Linked DNA regions of Mus musculus: all the other regions are linked to region 1. A link is a contact called in public Hi-C data. All regions are on one chromosome and are shown on one strand. The core of a region is the stretch at or near the end of the contact, and the rest is flanking DNA. Distances in the headings are between cores, read along the strand shown. Region 1 holds the start of Tbx3os2 (T-box 3, opposite strand 2). Region 2 has its middle 4.9 kb from the start of Gm31129. Region 3 has its middle 32 kb from the start of Gm7538.

The links. Hi-C and Micro-C count contacts between places; a contact is called where the count stands out from the background.
Region 2: a Hi-C map of uterus shows a contact between it and region 1, with 5 times the contacts expected there. The contact joins the enhancer-like site here to the promoter of Tbx3os2 in region 1. A contact is called at or near these places in 1 of 15 datasets of contacts at CTCF or cohesin (embryonic stem cells), 11 of 484 Hi-C or Micro-C datasets (common lymphoid progenitors, embryonic stem cells, gonadal supporting cells and 1 more), 6 of 115 datasets of contacts at active chromatin or transcription factors (craniofacial prominence, embryonic hindbrain, embryonic stem cells and 1 more) and 1 of 9 other capture datasets (embryonic stem cells).
Region 3: a contact with region 1 is called in a Hi-C map of muscle stem cells, with 2.4 times the contacts expected there. The contact joins the enhancer-like site here to the promoter of Tbx3os2 in region 1. A contact is called at or near these places in 4 of 484 Hi-C or Micro-C datasets (embryonic stem cells, muscle stem cells, palatal mesenchyme and 1 more), 7 of 115 datasets of contacts at active chromatin or transcription factors (craniofacial prominence, embryonic basal ganglia, embryonic forebrain and 3 more) and 1 of 9 other capture datasets (embryonic stem cells).

The regions. Positions count from the first base shown.
Region 1 is chr5:119,688,542-119,693,217 of GRCm38.p6, reverse strand. Tbx3os2 (T-box 3, opposite strand 2) reads left to right here and starts at 2,000. Exons shown (of 3, transcript NR_040416.1): 1 at 2,000-2,210.
Region 2 is chr5:119,136,213-119,140,888 of GRCm38.p6, reverse strand. No RefSeq gene overlaps it. Among named protein-coding and RNA genes, the nearest start is that of Gm31129, 4.9 kb to the right of the region's middle. Within about 2 kb of position 2,803, at least 14 of the 459 cell types and tissues checked have an H3K27ac peak or open chromatin away from gene starts, as enhancers often do. A contact at or near this core is called in uterus, where this site is marked.
Region 3 is chr5:119,165,767-119,170,442 of GRCm38.p6, reverse strand. No RefSeq gene overlaps it. Among named protein-coding and RNA genes, the nearest start is that of Gm7538, 32 kb to the left of the region's middle. Within about 2 kb of position 2,397, at least 92 of the 459 cell types and tissues checked have an H3K27ac peak or open chromatin away from gene starts, as enhancers often do. A contact at or near this core is called in muscle stem cells and uterus, where this site is marked.

The DNA of each region.
Region 1 (4,676 bases), core at 751-3,250:
AAAAAAAAAAACTGTAAGCAGGGCTGGGGACTTGGCTCAGTTAGCAAGGTGCTTGCCCTAGCACACATGCACAAGCTCTGGGTCTCATCCCTAGCACCACGTAAACTGGGTATGGTAGCAAATGCCCATGATCTAGCACTTGAGACATGGAAGCAGAAGGATAGAGTTCAAAATCATCACCAAATCGGAGGTCAGCCTAGACTATGGGAGACCTTGCCTTCGAACCAACTAACCAATCAACCAAATGTAACCTTCCTTATCAGTGTGAAAGCAAGTGGTGGGTACTGTCAGCCTGTAGGTCATGTCCTGTCCACCCTGTCAGTGTCTCCTTGTGCCCACAGGGAGAACAACAAGGCGTGCTAGAGAGACAAATGGTTTGAAGCAAAAGGAGAAACCGGGATGCAGAGGGTAATCTTTTATATTGAACACTCCTACAGGAAACCTTTTTTTTTTTTTTTTTTTTTTTTTTTCCGGCTGGCCCATCATGAACCAGGACTGGACAGGAGTCCCAGCCCAGTCCTGAAGTTCAGCAAAGGCATTCTGGATGAAGTGCCAATGATGACCTCAAGAGGGCGTGCCTGAGGGACTCGGACTCAAGCAGTGGCTCCTAACCAGGGCTGATGCTGTCAACGTGGTTCAGGGCAGCATCCAAAGACATCTTAGGTTGTCTCCCAAAGCGTCTGTCTAGTGGGCAGATACCAGAGCTAAATGGCACTACCCCTTCCTGAATTCATAGACAGGACATCCCTGAGCTCATAGAACCAGCCAGTTGTCACCAGTGCCCAAGTTTGAAACCTAGGCTGAGGGAGCACTGGGAGAAGGAAGGTGACAATTTGGCCTTGAAATAGCTTGCTTCTGAAGAGTCGGGTGGCGTGCAGTTGAGAAAGGAGAGGCCAGGTCACTCCTGTCCGAGGAGGCCACTGAAGATGATGCTGTTCTATGATCATAGGACTTTTTGAAACGTGCTTCCGAGCAGGACTTTGGGATCATTCCCACTATTGGATAACTGGTAAGTTTGAGGTGAAGCAGACAGTGAATTTGATGAGCTCCAGATACGAGGATTGTGAAAGAGGGAGTCAAGGATAATCATTTAGAGACATCCACAGGAACCCAGTGGTCCAAGGACAGCTTAGAGACAATGAGCAGAAAGGTACAACCTGGGCATCATTCATCCTACAAGACCGTCATCTTCATCCTCACACAAGCTCCAAAAATTCTCTGCCATCAAGTTACATGCTGGTCCTTGGAGTATTTTAATTATCTAATAAATCGATAAAAATAATTAAATGACAAAATTAATAACTAAATCAATTAATCATAATAAAAATAATTAATAGAATAATTTAATTAACAAGTATGTATACAATGTATGTGAGTGTAAGCATGTGGATATAGCTCAGAGGACAGATTCTGGGAGTTTGAGTCTCCTTGCAGCTTATGAAGTACCCCAGGCTGGCCAGACTGTGACTTTCAGTTCTGACCTCCACTCCCACGCCCCATCTCCCCGTAGGAGTGCTGTGAGCTCAGATACATTCCTCCACATCCGACTTTTAAAAACGTGTCTTCTGAGGTTCACACTCAGCTGCCAAGCTTGCTCTGCCGGCACTATACACTCACCTCATGGCATAAGAGATGTTACACAACTTGATCAAGGTACCAAAGCAATATTGTAGCAAGGTACAAAAACAGGTCCTGTTGTTTTTATTCTACATCGTATCTTTGTGCCTCAGTACCATGTTTCCCTCCTTCCCTTACTTTATTTTTGTGCAACTTGGCATAGAATCTAGGGGCAAGCTCTACCATCCACCCCCAGCCCTCTTTCTTATTTTTAAGAGACTTGTTCTCTGCATTCGAAAAATCTCCGTGAACTTCTCCGGTGCAACCAGCAGATGGCAGCAAAGGAGCGGCTTAGCGAAGCCATGGGCGCCTGACTCACGCTGGCCGCAACTGCTCATAGCTTTTTCCCAAGGGAAGAACCCAGAAGCAGCTCAGGTAGAGTGCAGTTGTCGGTTGCCCGGTCCTGTTTTAACCTGAAGAAATCGAGAAGCGCCAGGAGGGTGCCGCTCCCATTCCAGTCATCTCCAAAGTGGTCCTGTTTAAAGACAGAGCAAAGGACCTGTATCCTCATCATCTGGAGAGGCAGACACCTACCTACACTTTATGACCTGCCTTCAAGAAAATCCTGGGGGCAGGCTCGGAGTGGAAGAGAGGTTGGTGTGGCATTTGTCTTGAGAAATGGGTGGTGTCTGGTGGGCAGGCTGGAGTCTCTTGAGTCAAGCAGGCAGCTTCCGATTTCATGGATGGTATTTTTGAAACAAATCTTGGGGCTGAGCAGGATACAGCCGGGCTGAGCTTACTCGTGGGGTAGCGAAGAGGCCTTCCTCCCCAGTAATCAGAAGGAAATAAAGAAAAACGGACCATAGATGTCCCCTTTGTTTCCTGAGCGTTTCTTTAGATGGTCATGGATTTTTTTTTTTTATGATAAGTCAAAAATTACACAGTAGTGGAGAAAGGTAGAAAACACACCCAGGCTAGCCTCTACCTTCTTCCTAATTCGAGGTCCTCTGTGCAGGCTTGGCTTGGGGGGGGGGGAGCCAATTACATATCACTGAAAGTGTTCCTGCGTTTTTGTTTTTTCTCATCTTTGCTCTGACTTCTATACAGGTGTTCCCCCAGGCCCCAGAGTAGCCTTCCTCCAACATCCACACAGGTATTTCCCAAAAGCCAACCCCACCCCACCCCACCCCTCATGTATGTCTTAGTGGAGAAAGTTTGGGATCCCAGAACTTGGAAGAGTCTGACGCAAGAGCACTGAGATTTGGTGGGGAGAGGGGTCCACGTGGGATGCAGGAGAAAAGGCTGTCATCAAACAAGATACCATCAAACAGAAAACTAGAATGTCCTGAGAGGGTTGGAGGGGGCATGGAGCAGAGGAAACCTGGCTAACCTTGACAGTATGGTGAACATTGAAGCCACATCCCCCCCACTCCACCCAGTCCCAAGCCGGGACCCCAGAAATCTCCCCACAAAAGGGCCTCCCCTACAGTTTCCTATACCTTCCACCCTGGCCTCTAGTGAGAAGTAATTTTGTTTTATGAAAAGTAGTTGCTTTTTATTGCCTGGGATAGCCTAGAGAGGGTGACCCTCCCAACAGGAAATTAACAGAGAACTCATTGAGGGTGATAATGACTGCTCATAATCATTCGGCTGATAAGTTAATATAACTGATTAATCAACTAATTATACAGTGCCCGAACACACCTACTTCCTTCAGCCTTCCCATTTAAAATAAGCAGGCTAAGACCAGGCGCTACGAGTGGGAAGTGGGAAGTGGGGAGTGGGGTGTGTGTGTGCTAAAGTTAAATTTAACCTAGGCAAGCCCCAGGCTGAAGGCACCATCTTAAATCTTAAGTCCAAATGTTCCTAAACCCCATTGGTTATTGTCCCCTGAGCAGTGTGTGAGTAGGTCATTGGTTAGGATCACACATCTCCGAGAATCTGAACTTCTACTGCCCTTTCAGAAGGCTGTGCACATGTAAACTACATTTTCTGTGTAATTTTCACGGGCTCCTCAAAAAATAGCCCTATAGAATAGCCAGTGAGCTCAGAGTAGCTGACCTTGGGGAGAGCAGGCTGGGCTGGGCCGATAGAGGGGTTGCTTTTCCTGTGTGGTGGCTCCTGAGTTGTTTGGTTATGGCACTGTCTTTCCAAACCTGCTCTTCCCAAGGCTCTCTGCCAGATTGGGAGAACTGGGAGATAGCTAGAGCTACTGCCAGGGTGAAGAATGCCTCTTCTAGGCACAGAGAGATTTAAAAAAAAAAAATCCTACAAGATGCTGGTTCTGGGGACTGAGATAAATGAATGACAGCCCCACAAAGGTGACCGGAAGGAAGGAAGGTCTACCCGAGGGTCAGTTTGGTGTCCATAGTGTCCTTGACACTTGGAGACTTTGGTGAGGCCAAGAAAAATGCTGGTGTGAAAGAATACAAGTCCAGGGTTGGCTCTGGGGTCCTGGGGAGGACAAACCACCGCTCTGGGGACCAGACAACTCAGCAATCCGAAACCAGAGCCCAGGTCATTAGCAGGAAACCAAAGTGCCGGGGTATCGAATTTCTAAAAGTGCCAATACTGGGCTGCCTGGGATCCTAGCACTGGTGCAGCTGGTGGTAGGGGCATGTGAAAAACCAGATGGCACCATCAGTCGGTACCCTGTTCTAAAGAATTCTTTCCGGTCCCCCTGGTTTTGTCTCCTATTCCTGAGGCTTAGACCAAAGCTGGGAGACAAGTCTTCAGTTTGGGTCCTCTGCACCTTATGGGGGTGGGGGTGGGGGAATGTGTGTGGCCTACAATCGCCCAGGGGCTGGTCCTCTGTCTAAGATCTCTGGCTTCTCAGCAGAACCCTGGTTTTTACTCCCTTTCTGTCTCTTGCAATTAAAGTCACATCGATGCGATGCAAATAGAGGACCTGAAAGGAAAAACAAAAACAAAAACAAAAAAAAAACCCAAAACCTGCATTTGCAGAGGTTTCTAGAAAAGGAACAGAACAAACTAGCAAAGTATAAACACGATCTTCCCAGAATCCCCACCTGCAGAGCCTGTGTCTGTGTCTGTCCAGCTCTAGGCCTTTGCTCCTGGCTAAAGAGAACAACTGTAGACTCTGGGGATCCCAAGGGGCA
Region 2 (4,676 bases), core at 1,554-4,053, 550 kb after region 1:
ACAGGGTGTGGTTCAGAAAACACAAGGCTGTGTCTGTCGGGGCGGGGCTGGGAAAGGTCCCGAGGCCAGAGCTGGGTCTCCCGTTAGGCATCTCAGTGCCAAAGAATGGCTCTCTTTATACTGAGCCATAATTCCACCTCGGTTACTCTCTCTTCTCACTCAACCAAAAATCACTAGTCCACCCTCCTCCCTTCCAGCAGGTCAAGAAAAAAATAAATCAAATGAGAGAGGAAAAGGTGGAGAAGGGGTAGGAAGGAAAGAGAGGAAGGTGGGAAGAAAAGAGAGGGGAAGAGATGGGAAGAAGAGCAGTGTGAGGCAGGGAACGAGTTGTTTTGTTTTGTGTTTGTGCCAATGTCTCACTGTGTAGCCCAGACTACCCTCAAAAACACGGTCCTTATGCCATAGCCTCTCCAGAACCAGGGGATCACAGATATACAACACCCTGACTTTTTATATCATTTTAAAACATGTACTTGTTTGTTTGTTTGTTTGGCCAGAGAACAACCCAACTCTCTCCTTCCACCACTGTGTGGGCTCCCTGCGGTTGAACTGGAATTCAGACTAAATCCTGTTGTCAAGTTACTTTATCTGCTGAGCCTTCTCATCAGCTCGCTGGCCTTTGGGAGTTCTAGAGCTAAATCCAGGACACCACCAGCACAGCTCCAGCATCTAAGAACCGTGGGTTCCTGCTGAGGATAGGGGGTCCCTCTGCCCTATCTCTTTCACATGGTGGATTCACACCTTCCGTAGGTCATTTCACCTCTGTGAGCCTTGGTTTTCTCATCTCTCATATGGGCCCAAGGAAGCAAGCTTAGTCTCGTCCTTGGGTTGGTATGAGGTAAGAAGATTGAATGACAGGAACCAGGCGTGGGAAATTCTTGGCCACACGCCCGGTGTTTGATCTGTCTTTGGAGTTGATGACACTCCCTTTCTTTCTTTCTTTCTTTCTTTCTTTCTTTCTTTCTTTCTTTCTGTCTGTCTGTCTGTCTGTCTGTCTGTCTGTCTGTTTTTGATTAAAAAAATTTTTTGAGACAGGGTCTCAAATACCCCAGGATATCCTTTAACTCATTTCATAGCCTAGAATGACCTTGGACTTGTTTCCACCTCCCCAGAGCTGTGGTTACAGGTGTGCGCACTGCTCCTATTTTATAGGACGCTGGGGATCCAACACAGGCCCTTCGGTGCACGTTGGGCAGTCACTCTACCAGCTGAGCCATGTCTCCCAGCCCCTCCTTTGATGTAAATGTTTGGGATAGAGCCCCAGGCAACAGAAAGAAGTCTCACAGAGGGGCAACAAGGCTGAAAAACTCCTGCTGAGGATAGGGGTGCCCTCTGCCCTGCACAGGCAAGTGGCTTTCATATGCACAGAGCCAGGAAGTGCACGTGGCTCTCAGCTGTTTGTCAATGGCGTGAACTGGGAATGGTGCAGCACCGCTTAGCCCACCCCCAGGAGTCTCTGATCCACCCCAAGGGAGGAAAGGCAGGAGGTGAGGGGGACATGATAAGAAGAAGGTTGGCAGGGAGCATCGATTCTGATGTTTTCAAAGCTCTCCTCTCCTACAGGAACCAAACTTTAATAACCAGATCCAAGGAGTGAAAGAGAAAGAAACCAGACCATCAAACCCTCCCTGATGAGCAGGCCATGCCTCAGAGAGCTCCAGGGCTGGCTTTGAAACTGTGTGAGTTTAACCCGCAGCAGACACACTTGGCTTCCCCCACTCCACCCCACCCCCGACCCCATTCCCACCTCAGGGGAAGTCAGAAAAAAAAGGCAGAAACTAAAGAGAGATTCTTCTGAGAACAAAGAAACCCATCAGAAGGGGCACCATCTTCACAAAGGTTCAAGGTCCTCCTCAGGTTGCTGGTGGGGAAGGTCACAGATATGTTTCTGAGAAGTGTTAGGAGCTGTCATTCCTATATCCCATTCTAGCTAACCCTCTCCTCCGCCCCCCCAGACCCCCCCAAAAAAAACCCACGATCAATCTACAACTCAGAGAGGTTGCTTAACTGATCCCAGAACACACAGCTGGTAAATGCTGCAGCCCCAACCCTGAACCCAGCCTGATCACAAACAAATCTTCCATCTCATTCTTGCCGCCGCCCCACCCCCCCCTCCCCGAGCTATACAACGGCAAGAGGAGAGAGGACGGCGATTGGGAACCACAGAGAAGGTTATCACACTATGCACAGCCTAAAGCAAGCTTTCTCAGCCTCTATCAGCATCTGGGCTGGGCTGAGTGCCTCCTTGCCATGGGAAGGTTCCCTGTGCCTTCTAGGACGGTCGGCAAGCATTTCTGGCTTGTCTCCGTCAGATGCCAACACCACCTTCCTGTCTCCAGTGTGACATCCAGAAATGTCTGAGGACGTTGCCAAACGTCTCCCGGGAGAAAGCCGTCCGGCCTGTCAAAGGCCCCTTGATGCGGAGGAAGGCATAAGGAACAGTTATAACCGAGAATTGAAAATCAGTTAAGTACCACGCAGAAGGCCTCTGGTCTCCTTTAATCTCATTTAATCCTCCATGAGAACACTGCGAGGTGGACGTTTTATAGACGGGACATGCAAGGAATCAGAGAGCTGAAGTCACTTAAAGTTCACACAGCCAGCTTGCAGCAGAGCCAGGGGTTTGAACCTGAACCTGCATCTATAAACTCTTTTCCCTAGGGGCCACTGAGAGAGGGGAAACAAAAGACAGAAAAGTGGGCGGACCAAGAAAAAAAAAAAGAAAGAAAGAAACCTAGCAACGCAGTGCAAGATGGGAGCTAAGGAGTCCGGAAATGGAGGCTGGTCCATCATGGGTCCTCGCAATGCTATGCCGACTAGAGGCATGCCTGAAGGATGCTGTTACCTCTGGTGTCCCAGTTCTTGCCTCTGCCCCCTAACTCATCCCTCTGCCTTTGCAAATGGCCCGCACCTGTGTCTACCCTGACTTCCTGTCTCCCTTTCGCATCTCATAAGGAAAGAGGTCTATTTCAAATGCTGCGTGATTTATGGAGGAAAGCCTCTTGCCCCGGCCATCCATCTCTCTTCACAGGGACACACATGCCGAGGAGTACCTATCCCAGGAGTGACCCACATTTATTTTCTGCCAGGAGCCAAGACCCCGGGGGGATTCAAGAATCGTCCCTAAATTACAAGAGAGTCCGGGGGAGACCTCTCCCCCCCCCAGCACCCCGCCCCCAGCCTGAGCCTCCCTCTAAATCACCTTTTAGCGTCTGGGCTGCTGTGAACTGCACGTGTGCAGACAGAGGTGAGCCCCAACCCTGCGGGCAGGAGAGAGACACCAATGGCCAAGAACTTGAAGTAGGGCTGTGCTTCGAACTGACCATGACCCCCATGCTTCCTGCAGCCTTCCCTTGACGTTTCCTGGCGGATACCTTGATAGCAGAAAGCATATTTCTCTCTGAATCTCTTTCTTCGGTCCCTCCACCACCACCACCCCCTCCAGTCTTCGCATTTGTTCTTAATCGCTCTGGGGGTGAAGGCTCCCTTTGAAAATCTGATGAAAGCTATGGGCTCCTCCCTTCATTAAATAAATGATTGTTTACTCCTGTTAAAGCCTTCCCAAATGGAACGACCGGTTTATGGTGGATTTTCTAGGAAGATAAAGGGCTTTCTCCTCCTGTCATATAAAAAAATGTTAATGCCTCCACTCTTTTTCTTTTTAACATTTACTGGTGTGCGATACGCATATGGAAAAGTACACAAATCATAGGCGCTCGACTTAATGAATTTTCCTAAACTGGACAGACCAGTACAGCCTGCACACAGATCGAGAGAGCACTGCTGTGTCTAGAAGCTTCTATTGGCATCCCCTGAGACTGCTTCATCACCCAGTGTAGCCAGGAGCTTGCCCTACACCACCTAGCTGCCTTCTGCTTGGTTTTGCTTGTGACTTAAGTTATGCATAGCTCTTTGCATCCAACATTTCGCTGGGTTCTTGCCCCACAACCACAGAGTGCGCAGCCTAGAAGCAGCCTGCGATTTTCCATGAACACTCCATTACTTTCATTTTTACAGAGTTGGATTTGTGTTGATCTGCATTGTGGTTGGAACGTTCCATGTGTGGATAAGGGTTTGAGATAGAGTCTTATGTAGCCCAGGCTGACTTCCAGCTCTCTTGGTAGCCAAGGATGACCTTAAACTGCGGACCATCCTTCCTCTACCTCCTAAGTGCTGGGATGACAGACAGGCAATACTACTCCTCAGTTAATGTGGCTCTGGGGAATCAAACCCAGGGCACTTGCATACTCAGCAAGCACTCTACCAACTGAGCTATACCCCCAGTTTAGTGTGTGTGTGTGTGTGTGTGTGTGTGTGTGTGTGTGTGCGTGCGCGCGTGCGCGCGCGCGCGTGTGCACGTGTGCACAGTCAGCATATGTATGTGTCCCTGTGTCTGTGTGCACATGTGTGTGCACATACATGGATCTGTGCATGAATGTATGTATGTGTGTGTGCATGCATGCCTTCATGCATGAGTTGTGTATGTCAGTGCATGTGTGTATGGCTTCATGTACTTGTGTGTGCATGCATGTCTCTGTGTGTGCATGCATGTCTGTGTGTGTGCATGTCCGAGTGTGTGCATGCCTATGCATGTGTGTGTGTATGCATGTCTTCATGCATGAGTGTGTCTGTGCACATGTACATCTGTGTGTGTGTGTGTGTGGCTTCATGCACTT
Region 3 (4,676 bases), core at 1,148-3,647, 520 kb after region 1:
TCTCTGCATCCTTTGTCTGGATTGGGCAATGGCATCTTTCATAGTTGACCATTCTTATCAGTATCTGAAAAATGTATTTTAGCAGACGGTCAAACAACTAGGCAGTAGAATAAACGTTCCACACCCCTCTCCCTTTTGTACAGCTTAGAAGGAAGCAGAGGAAGAGAGGATGCGAGGCAGAGAAGGAGCGCGGGGACTGCACAGGTTGGCCAAGGGATTTAACAGCCTGATGGTAATCAGAGAACCTGAGTGTAATTGCTCGTGTTGTTTCTGAAAGCGTCCCAGCCAGCCTGGTGGTCTGACATCCTAATTAGTTAATGGGCACAGGAGGGTTTTACATGTTTAGAAATGAAGGCTTATTGGGTCAGCACTCCGAGATACTGGCATGTTTTCATAAATTGACGTTTCCTTCCAAGACAAGAAGTCTCAAACTTGAACACGTGTCAGAATCCCCCCTGGGGGGCTGATTAAAACACAGCTCACTGGGCCTCACTCCCCAAGTGTCTGGTACAGCAGGTCTGGAGTGGGGACCTAGCATTGACATTATAATGAATATTTGTTCTGAGTGCTGCTGCTGGTGGTGGTGGTGGTCTAGAGGCCTAAGATGGATAGCGAATTCTCTCGGGGAACAGCAATGGAAGAGAAGGATCGAACAGGGATGGCAGAGAAGCCAAGGGGACCAAAAGAAGGGAATTACCACTTGGGAAATGGGGAGAGATGACAAGGAGACAAGAACGTGTTGGGGGCCATGGGGGACAGAGAGGCAAGGAGTGAGAAGGGAAAGCAGGGGTTGATACAGGAGCTTAAATGGTTGCATTCTTGTTTGAAAAGAGGTGACGGCCAAAGAGAAGAAAAGGGCAGGGCAAGGCTGAGCATCCAGTGATGGTTGAACACACAGTGTTGGTAACAGGACAGTGAGCCTTGTGCACCTGTCACTCTCCACCCCCGCGCCCACCGAAAGCACGATGCATGTGAAGTTTCATTTCCCACACAGCTGCACACGCCATTCTTTCAGGTTCTGGCTTCCACTGCTCACTTGCTCTGTGATTCCCTGTTCCCTTCCTCTTAACTAGCTAGCAGCCCCTGGCTTGCTTATTTTGCCAAGAAACCCAAAGCACTCAGGGCGCCTTGATTTTCATCTCTAATATTTAGATTGCCTGATAAAAAAGTAAAGATCCACTAGGTATAAACATGCTTGTAAGAATACTATGGGATGTTTTTGCGCACGCGAGTGTGTGTGTGTGTGTGTGTGTGTGTGTGTGTGTGTGTGTGTGTGCATGGCACTGTACATATGCAGAGATCAGAGAACAACTTGTAAGAGCCAGTTCTGGTTCTCTGCTTCCACCGTGTGGGTCCTAGGGATTGAACTCAGGACATCAGACTTGGTGGCAAGCACCTTTAGCTGCTGAGCCATATTGCCGTCCCAAACGCTATAGACTTTTACAGATTTATTTTTACATCAAATCCACTTTGGTTCTAATTGCTTCCGAAGCTAGGCCACCTCTTGGGACTGTTGACATTATGGTGGTGTGTGTGTGACTTTCCAGATATCTAGAGTTCTTATATTCATACATATTCATCGAAGATTATTTGAAACAAAATTAGGCTGTGTGATTCTTATTGTATCAGGACTTGATGGTTCATTAATCGGATGTCATTTGCATTTCTGTGTGGACTGGGATTCTGGCCTGTGGTTGTGCCTCATTACTGAGTACTCCTCTTCTGGTAGTTTCAGAATCAAATCTCCATTGGTCAATAACGGATGAGCGATCTTGTAGTTTGGTCAATAATGGATCTTGTAGTCCGAGTTCTACCCCAATTACAAGCAGCGTGGATCAAAACATCTACGCTCTTCTGGGTGCTAATTTTGAAAATGTGCGCTATAACAGACATGAAATGAAAAAAGGCCCTACCTACTCTGCCCTTGACAATTCTGTTCTGTCCTGTTTATAATTTTTCGATGCTTGAGAAGGATCTTGACTCGTTTTCCTTGTGGTTTTTTTGTTTGGATTTTGTTTTGGAGTTGACTGGTGAAACCCAGGGCCTTCCACGGGTTAAGCACTGCTCTCTGCAGAGCAAGGTCCTCACCCATCCCACTGATATTTCCTTTCTACCGGGTCCTAGGGGTGGTGCTAAAACTTGAAAATATCATAATCATCGCTCTCTCCCCCTGTGTCTTTTAGGGGGAGATTGTCCTAAAAGGTAACAAGAGCATCAGGGCGGGAATTCAAAGACCAAGTTCTCACTCAGCTCTCCCTCCCCGTGATAGGAAAACACCAGTTTCCCCAGCTAAAGGGAATTGCATCTGAGCTTGGTTTCTCTGCTCTCTTTGCACTCTGGTGCACGCCGCTGTTTTCCGTGAGCCCTCCCCCCCCCAAGCCTGTATAACTTACGGTCCACACCACGTGGTCACCCGCACCCCACCCAGCTTCCCATGACTCAGTCCCCCACACTCATCCCTGAGTCATGAGAGAATGGAACGGCTTAGTAAAGCCGGGCACGCAGCCAGAGAGCGACAGAACGTGTCCAGAAAAATCAGGGATTCTCTTTTCTGCCAGAGAGGCACGGGTGGACACAGTCGATTCTTCGTGGCTGGGCTGGAGGACTTTCTGAATGCTGGCTGCCGGGGAGTGGGGGTGAGGGCGTTCCTCCCTGTGCTTGGCAGCCATTGGGAACAGGCTTGTTATTCAGCAAGCAAAGGAACTAACAGCCGAACTACCATGGGACCGACCATGGCGAACTTTCCTCCTATGTCTCCTTGAGATACCTTGCCAGGGTTTGCATGAGAAGATTCCCCCAGGGGGTCCATGGGTTTGAACACTCAGTCCCCAGTAAGCGGCGCTGTTTGGGGGAGGTGGCGGAGCCTAACTGGCACCACAGGGGCACAGGGATAGGTCTAGAGGTTTATGGTCCAGACCTGCTTCCTGGCCTAGCTCTTGGCACCCCCACCAGCTACTGACATGCAACCAGGCACTTGCCTTGCTGAGACAGTGGACTGGATGCCCTGAAGCGCGAGTCAAAATAAACGTCTGTTTTTAAGTCATGTATCTGATCATTGCGACTGCAACAGACATCTTCATTATAAGCCAGCCGTTTTCTCTCCCTGACTAATAGAAACTGAATTTGTTGAGCAGTCAGTGTGTTTCAGGCTCTATCCTTGGCACTTGGAGTATCTTATTCCATTCGGTCCTCAGACAACCCCTTGATAGACACTGCTGTCATATTTATTGTAAAGTGGAGAAACTGAGTCTCAGGGAGGCAGTCAAAGTACATTGCCACATATTTAAGAGAGGGTGATCTTCTGGCTTTGTGTATAACTGTGATAAGCATGGAATAAAAGTGTCTAGTGGATATTAATAACCCTCAGTTATATGAATATGCAAATGATTCTGATACCACGCTCCTACCAGGAGCTGTCCAAAAGTGAGTGATTTAAAACTGTGAATGTCTGTTATCTTACACCTTCTGTTGGTCAGGACTGTGGGAGTAGCATCGCTGCGGTTCTGTCTCATTGGCTCACATGATCAGGAGTGTAGCCATCTCATTGAAGGGTTCAACTGGGCATAAGTCCATTTCCAAGCTTTTCTGTGAGGTGGTGTCGGGAAGAACCAGCAACTCTCTGTGTGGGTCTTTCTTCTTCTAAAGCAGCTTCAATAGGTCAATAGAGAGGGAAAGAGGAAGAGGGAGATGGAGGGAGGGAGGGGAAGAAACAGGAGAAGGAGAGGGGAGAGGAAAGGAGATCTTGATGGGAACAAAGGAAGGAAGAAAGGGAGAGAAGATGGGAAAGAGAGAGACATTGCTGTAACTGTGTTGCCTAACTCAAAAGTGATACTCTTTTGAGTGTCTTCTTTTGGCTTCTGCCAAAAGTATCTTCTGCTGGATGCTATTGGTCCTACAAACCAGCCCTGGGAGAAAGTGAAGTGCATCCCATCCCTATAGGATCACCCAGAGTCACCTTGGAGGCTGGCACCATGGGAAACATCATCGTCACCCAGCAAACCTTTGAGGACACAGAAGTCCAAGGACCCATTTTTCATTCCCTGTCTCCAGACACCCTCCCAACCAAAGTCCAATGGAGAAGATGGCACCTCTCCAAAACATGAGGAAATTTTAATAGTGATCCTGCCTATCAATATCACCCTATACATTTTGTTCTCATTGACTTCTTGTTCTCAACAAATAAGCAGGTTTCATTGTCCCATTCTTTGCTATCCCGGACTGAAGATGTGTGCCTTCTACTCTGCCCTCTCCATCACCCAAAATGTGTCCCTCTGCTCCATCCTTGCCACAGTTCCTGTAGACTTAGGTGACTTGTGCTTGCCTGGATATCGGGTTTCACTTGGGCTTGGCCAATGGGAGTCACAAGTCAAGACTGAGAAATTCTGGGGCACCCATGCCTCCACAGCCTCTGTCTCTGTACCTTCTTTCCAGAGGTGGTTATGCCCACCATGTCTACTCCTCTTGTAGGCAATGACCCAGGACCATGATCAAGTTCTCACTGGACCCTGGGAATTCCACTTCCTCTCATCGTCTCTGCATCTCCATGCTCCAGGGAGGGTCATTAGAAGTCCCTGAATGTCTCATCTATTTCTAGTTCTCCAACCCACTGACACCTCCGTAAATAATAACTCCCTGTAAAACATCTCTCCTTTTAACCATCCAAACAGAATTCTTTT